Linked DNA regions of Mus musculus: region 2 is linked to region 1. Evidence: chromatin contacts called from public HiChIP or PLAC-seq data. All regions are on one chromosome and are shown on one strand. The core of a region is the stretch at or near the end of the contact, and the rest is flanking DNA. Distances in the headings are between cores, read along the strand shown. Region 1 overlaps Ldb2 (LIM domain binding 2). Region 2 holds the start of Ldb2 (LIM domain binding 2).

Region 1 (3,814 bases), core at 1,023-3,522:
GAATGTGGAGGTAGGAGGGATATTTTTAGAAACATTCCAGCACTCGAGTTTCATACATATGCTCTTTATATATTTATATTCTAGCCAGAGAGTAGCTCTCCATACCCTAACAAAGATACTTGCTTTGTTCAAAGGCCTTCTTGTGTAAAGACTCCTAGAAAATAACGTAAATTTCATTTTTCTCATAACTGTAAAAATCATCCTGTGTGTCCAGCCTTTTTACTGGACATATATGGACTCATGAGGTCATGACCTATGGTAGCACCCAGGACACCATGCTGATGAGTATGATTTCATCAACACTGTCTTAGTTCTCAGCTGTGGATGGTTGTCCACGTGACTTCAGTGTTATAAAAAGTCTGCCCTGGAGTATGTACTCATTGAATGAAATAGTCACAGAACACTGTGGAGAAGTCACAGAGTCTGTGACTGTGGTAAATCGCTGTTTTTGTTCAGCTTTGCTCTGCTTTTATAGAAGAACCAACTAACAATGGAGACGTTGAGTTGCCCATGACACACAGCTGATGGGGTGGCAGCCTTAGGCCTTGTTTATGAGTGTGGACATTTCAGAACAGACTACTCCATCATGCGGGGGATCAGCATTCAGAGATGACAGACTGCTATTTCCCTCCGTTTGGCCAGATGGATCAGTTAGAGAAGGACTTCTGAATATAACACAGATAACCAGAGATCCAATGAGCTCAGCTGTGGGAGCCATTTAATGTTCTTTGTGACAGCGTTGCTACTATTCCCTAGAAGACCAGGGCTCTGACTTGGGCTGAATGTGTTTTTTTGTGCTACCGCTCTTAGAGAGCTTCGTAGAATTACATGCTCTGAAGTACAGAAGTGTAGCAGGAAATGTCCTCACAGACGATGGGAGAGTTCTTTACTAGGACACCAAAATCTGCCCATCTTTCTGTGTTTGCCTCAGCAATCCATGGATATGAAGGTAATGTCTTCAGACAACTACATTCGGCTCATTCTAACGTTGGAAGTTAAGGAGCCATTCTTGGAATGGGCAGGCCTTTTGTGTCCTCCCTTCATCAAACTCTGAGAAGAATTCTCTGTCTAATGAGATAAGTTCTTGTCAGGAAGTTGTAGACAAAGAGAAATATTTTTAAAATGCTGCATTTAAGATTTTACGTAGCACCTAACCAAATTCGAAGAGCTCCCATAACGTCAGTTATTCTCCTGCCTTATTACCAACATCTCTGGTATTCCATGAAATTACCTTTTCATGAAATATGGTAAGGTTCTCAACAAATATTGCTTCACTTAGACTTTGAGTAATTTGTGTGCCTCCAGCTGACTGTGTAGCTCAGGGAGAGACTTCTTCCTCTGTGGTTCTCACGTGTTCAGTAAAATGTAGATAACCCTTCCGCTGTATTCAGGTTCTCAGTGGCAAGCCTCTGAGTGTGTGGCTCTTGACAAGTCACAGTTACTGTCTCCAAAATGAGAGTACAAGGAAAAGCCCCAGCAACTGGTGAGCATCAAAAGAAAAAGAGTGTAGTTCACATCTCACTCTCACTCTCACATAGATACTGAGGAGGGGAGAGTAGAAACAAGCTGGTATAGAGTGTGCTGGTATTGTCAGCGGTGTTCATAAAGAATCAAGGGCCTCTGTGGAGCTCGTGCTCTGTATACCCATCACTCAAAGAATTCTGCTGGGACACAAGTTCAAGTGGTAAAATGTCCCAAAACGGGCCCTTTGCATTTTCTGTAGTATAATCAGGAGTGGGACCTCTAAGCAACAGAGTGAACATCCAACACTCATCATTCATCTAGAGTATGCTAAGCTCAGTTTCCTTGTCTGTAAAATGGGAATGAAACCATGGTAGTGCTTCAGTGAACCATAGCAGAATTCTGTGCTTAATAATATCCTAAGAGATAGCTTTCTTTAAAAGTATGGTAATTCAGCAAGGTTCCATTTGATTTCATGAAGCAATTACCAAAATATTGTTTTAATAAGTAATCATTTATTATACAGATAAAACAGAGATTAGTCGTTATATTTGCCCCAGAAAGTTTTACAATTAGCAAAAGTTTTCAATGGATTCAGTAGAAACATATTGTTAAGAATATGCAGTAATATGCAACAATGCAGAAAGAATTGCACATTGACGCAGTTTGTGTAGTTCAATAAATACTGTATTGGTTTCAGGATGGAAAGAGGATGTTGCCGAAATAATTGTGATGTGATAGCTTAAAAAAAATAACAGCAACAATAGGCCAGTGTGCAGGCCAGCAGGAAGCTACAACAATACCCCCACCTTTTTCCTGTACCTTGCCTGAGTTCCTTCAGGCGACACAGATAACCGATGGGCGATAACGTCCAGGACTGGCTTTGGTGCCCATGGAAAATAGAAGAATTAGTGTCAAACTGTTATCTGATCAGAAAGTGGACACAGCAAACGCCCTTTCCATGCTGTGTTTAAGGAAAGTCCCTTGTGGGCACAAAGTCCTCTTTCCTCCTGAACTGTTCCTCCAACTGCTCAGAGACTTATTCTTTGGGGCATTCAGTGTGAGGTCAGTTCTTGCCTGGTGTGCGGTGCATTATGGGAGCAGTCAGTGCACACAATGTGTTACTATCTGCAAAGAGCAATTTGAGAGCCACCAAAGAACTTTGCACTTTCATTATATATGCTCATGTATAATCCTGCAAAGCTCAAAAGTGGCTGAGTTCTGCAACCTCCCATAGAGCCTCAGTTTCCTCAGTTGTGCATGGACCATATTGATGTTATGCATATCTGATTGGCTATTATGGGGCTTGTATGAGAATATGCTGCTCAAATGTTTAGCCAGTCACATATTGGGTACTGTTTGCTGTGTGTCAGTACTCAATAGCCACTTTTAATAGTAGCAGGCCTGACAGTGGTAAATGAAGGCTGCATCAATCATCAATATATTTACTGAATAGTCAACATTCTGAACATCATGTTAGGCTGGGCAGAATGGAGAGAGATGGTACTCAAGCAACATGCTCAAGGAGTATGAGAAGTAACAGAAAGAGGCACATATCAGTATAGACTGAGATGTGTGTATGTTTGTGTGTGTGTGTAAGTGCATGTGTGTATATATATGTGTGTGTTTGTATATGTGTGTGTATATGTGTGTGTACATGTATGTGTATGTGTATATGTATGTGTGTGTGCATGTGTGTGTGTCTGTGTGTGTGCCTCTGTGTGTGTGTGTGTGTATGTGTGTGTGTGTGTGTGTGTTTTACTTGTTTAGATAGTGAAGTCAGAAAACGCCTTGCCTGTGAGGGGACATTAGACCATAGACATCACAAAAGGAGTGTGGCCAACATTTTTATGTCCTGTCAGAGGGAAGAGCCATGTCAAAGTTTTACAGGCAGTGGAAATGTCTTTGTTTGTCATGGTGAACTGCAAGAACCTCTGTGTCCCTGGGACAGGGGGAACTATGTCACCTTGCTCTAGATACCTTTGGGAAGACATATTGTAGGCTGGCAAAAGTAGATTCAAAAATATCAGTCTGGAGACAGGATGGGAACAGTAATGATGGATCTGGCCGAGTTCACTGAGTAAAAGTGTAAAAAGACCCATTGCTGAGCAATCCCTAAGTACCTTCTGATCTACAGGGATAGAGGACAAAACAAGGAAGCACTTATGACTTCCAACATCCCAGGTTCTATACCATATGTTCCCTTGGTACATGTCTGTAAGCCGTGCCAATTACAATGTTAGTGTTCTATGAGGTAAAAAAGAAAAGGTACCATGACAGGCTGACACAGTAAACAAAAGTTTGAGAGATAGAAAGAGAGATACAGAGAAACAGAGACAGAGAGACTTTCTTT
Region 2 (3,691 bases), core at 862-3,361, 35 kb before region 1:
GAATATGGTCAGTTTCTGTTTTCTATGCTGAACATTCTGATTGGAGAAAGGATAATTGCAAGCAATAAGATGACTGTAAATCTGTGAGCAGAAAGCCAGTTTGGAGCCTCTTGAAAGTACAAAGATGCAATTTCATGGAAGAGGAGCAAGCCTTGAAAAGTTGCATGCGAAAGTTTTAGGGACAAACAGCAAATATTTGCAGAAGTAACTTGGAGTGCTTTGCAAGAACAACCCAGGGTAAAGCTTGCCTAAATCGGAGCACAGCTCTCCCTTTGTGGGGTTTGACCATTCCTGGGCTGCACACAGCTGCCTGGGCACTCCTTTGACTCTAGCACTGCCATGAAGAGGTAAATACAAACTCAGGCAGGCATTGAGCTCAGAAATGTCTTTACTTGGGGAGTTTGTGCACAAGGAATTGTTGGCTTTTGCAATGGCCGCCATACTGAAACATAAATCACAAGGAATTTGTTTGAAATCTCGTCTTTAGGAGGTTGTGTGTTTTGACAAACCTTGCAGCAAATTTGGCCCAGCTTTTAGATTTGTAATGAAACCTGAAACCCAGCATGCTGGCCTGCCTTAGGGTCCCCAGACACATGTTCTCAGCAGCCTAGAAGTAATAGCTCCTCTAATCCCATCCTGGCAAGTGACATGACTGTGTTAGGCTGCACCGCTGGAAGTTTGGGGTGGATGTTTCTTGCAGGTGGGAGACAAGAGTGATCAAGACAGCAATTTGGGGACAATTTTACTCCTGAATGTAAACCACAGATCTAACAGCACCTATTATTCCTCTGTTGGCTAGTGACTCTAAAATACCCCAAGCCATGACTGGGGCAGAAAGTTAATTAATCTGCTTATTAAAAAGAAGAAATGTCTCATTTGCATGCATTTGCATCCAGGTCTTACATTCCATCTTGTTTTTCTGTGGTCCCTTCCCCCTTCCCCCTTAAAGCCGCTGACTTAGCTAGGTGTGAACTCCTGCACTGAATTTTCTGGGGCTTGGCTTTGTTTAAGTGTCCTGTATATGAGTAAGTGTGGGGCCAATTGGATCTTTCCTAGATTCCCTAATTCTTTGTGGCAACTCTGCCCCCCTCCCCAGGGCTATTTGGGGTTTCTTCTAGTTGTCATGCACCACAATTAAGATTTATAGACTTGGCCACTCTGGGAAGGAAGCAAAGACCTTGTCCCCATCAGAGTTGGGCTTGTTACTTGGGGGGGCAATAAATTCAATTATCTGCAATTTCTTACTCAACTGAATTTTCCATGGACATTTCTATGGGATGCTTTTTCCTTTGCGTTTCATATCTTCCTGAGCAGTCTGCTTTTTGGATCCTTTTCTTGTCTTAGAAATACCTCTTAGAAATAAAAGCCCATTGCCTCTTGGATGGATTTTTAGATGGTTCCACATTCAGGTCTGGGTGATACTGTTTTTACCTGAGACTGTACAGGTAATCTAAATGTAGGCCCCCTAAAACCATCGTCAAAAGCAGGACAACCCCCTTTTGGGAGGTTAGGAAGGGGGCTGGGAATAGGAGTAGTTTGGAAGTCAGGGGGGAGGGGAATGCTAAGATACAGCTCAGCTTCCTATCCGAAGTACAGCAGGTACAGCCAAAACTCTGTTGGGAGATGAGAGCCCGGAGGAATCTTCCAGAGGGAGTGAATCACCAACCCCAAATCAGAGGGACCAGAGTGCCAGTGTTGTTGTGTTTGGGAGTCATCCCATTTCTGATACATTACAACAGTGTGGCTGTCAGGGGCGAGAGGCTTAGGCAGTGGGTGAACCCACCTCTCTGCTAACAAGCTTAGCAATGGGGGGGGGGGGGGGACTAAAACTCAGCCTTAGACTTCTTGTCAGACTAGGAGGAGAATTATATTTTTGAACTAGTCTACAGTGTGGACAGGAAATGACCCCTTCACCAACTGCTTCTTTAAAAACAAGCAGTTGGAGCCTCTAGCTATCCAGCTCTCTCTCTCTCTCTCTCTCTCTCTCTCTCTCTCTCTCTCTCTCTCTCTCTCTCTCTCTCAACTCACTCTCCCCCTTCTCCCTCCCTCCTTCTTCCCTCCCTTCCTCCCTCCCAACCTCCAACCTCCGCTCTCTCCCTCTCAGAGCTCCAGTGCTCCCTCCCCTCCCGCGCTCCCTCCCTCCCTCTCCCTCCTCGTTCCCTCTCCTCTCTCGCTATAGAGGGCTCCCACAGCACTTCCCAGCCAGTGTGCTCAGCCTGCCTGCCTGCCTGCCTCTGTGTGTGTCTGTGTGTGTGTGAGCGTGTGTGCGTGCGTCTACTTTGTACTGTGAAGAACACAGCCCATGTGCTCTGCATGGACGTTCCTGATACTCTATTAAGCTTGATTTTCGACAAGCAGGCAAGATGTCCAGCACACCACATGACCCCTTCTATTCTTCTCCTTTCGGCCCATTTTATAGGAGACATACACCATACATGGTACAGCCAGAGTACCGAATCTATGAGATGAACAAGAGACTGCAGTCTCGTACAGAGGTAAGTTCTTCAACCTTGGCGTGTGTTTGTGGATTTTTTAAAAAAAAACTGTGCATGGGCTTTTCCTGGGGTTCTTAGCTGAATTCTGTGGGAAGTGTCCCACCAGCTACTATCACGTAGGTGGATATAAGCACAGCTGGGTGAACCCTCGAGTTTGAATGCTGGGTTTCCAGCGACAGTAACTCTTGGAGCTGGGGACAGTTTCTGCCGGAATCTTAGTATCTGGAAAGAGACAAGCCACTTGGTTCACATGCCGAGTCTCTAGAAATTCAGGTTTCCCAGAACTCTGATGTTTACAGGCTTAGAGATGGTCGTGTTTGTTGAGATATAGACTGCAAGAGATTTTGTGGATGTTTGCGTCTGTGTTGTGTGTGTAATATCATGTATACATATATTCATATATTTACAAGTTCCAGAGGAAGTCTGGTTTGACCTGAACTTACTTTTTCAAAGTGACTAAAATTGAGGTAAAAGGGACAAGAGAGCAGCCTTGTGTACTTTTCAGAACTCCCTGGAGGTGGGCTCAGGGAAGACACACACGTTTGCCTGTGTTAAATTCAGAGACAGGTTGACTGAGGAAGTGGGGTCCTCTTGTCTCTCTGGTGGTTGTGCCTCCCAAGGCTCTACCTTGGGACAGGAGTTAGCTCCCCATTCAAGCCAGAAGCAGTTGAGTGCATTTGGGATCTCCAGAGAGAGGGAGGCTGAGCCTCTCAGGCAGTGAGCCAGTCCAGGGACTTCTTCAGAACTTTCTAAATGCAAAACTCCAGACTCCTCTTTCACAATTTAAATATTTAATTTTTCTCTGGGCTGCCCGAGTGGCAAAGCACTCTGCTGCCGGGTGCTCATCTGCCTGTAAGGTGGGACTTGGTGTTGAAGTGTTTATTGTAGGTGTGTCTAAGTCTCTTGAAGAAATAGAAGTCTCTGGGAATTGAGTTTTCGCTGCATAGTACAAATGCTCATAGGAGTCATGCCACAGGGGTGTTGGGGGAATAGCGTTGGTAGGTAGTTAGATTGAAGATTGGCTTTTAACTCTGAGAAAGGATTTGATTAAGTTTGCATGATAAAATAAAACACACTTGCTTTGAATTGTCTGCTGAGCCATAGAGAATTCCTGATGTTTAATGTATTGAATAGGGCTAACAAGATGATGTGACCTGTTTTCTGATTGGCTAACTGCTGGACAAGATCTTGTGGGG

Evidence for each region. HiChIP or PLAC-seq counts read pairs in DNA pulled down with a chosen protein or histone mark.
Region 2: an H3K27ac HiChIP or PLAC-seq map of heart atrium shows a contact between it and region 1, with 11 read pairs. The contact joins the promoter of Ldb2 here to the enhancer-like site in region 1. A contact is called at or near these places in 1 of 39 promoter capture datasets (macrophages), 3 of 115 datasets of contacts at active chromatin or transcription factors (embryonic stem cells, epiblast stem cells and heart atrium) and 3 of 9 other capture datasets (adipose tissue, liver and pancreatic islet).

The regions. Positions count from the first base shown.
Region 1 is chr5:44,763,674-44,767,487 of GRCm38.p6, reverse strand. The region is part of intron 1 of Ldb2 (LIM domain binding 2); the gene reads left to right. Among named protein-coding and RNA genes, the nearest start is that of Ldb2, 34 kb to the left of the region's middle. Within about 2 kb of position 2,272, at least 8 of the 459 cell types and tissues checked have an H3K27ac peak or open chromatin away from gene starts, as enhancers often do. A contact at or near this core is called in heart atrium, where this site is marked.
Region 2 is chr5:44,798,166-44,801,856 of GRCm38.p6, reverse strand. It overlaps Ldb2 (LIM domain binding 2), which reads left to right and starts at 2,111. Exons shown (of 8, transcript NM_010698.4): 1 at 2,111-2,495. The coding sequence starts at 2,364.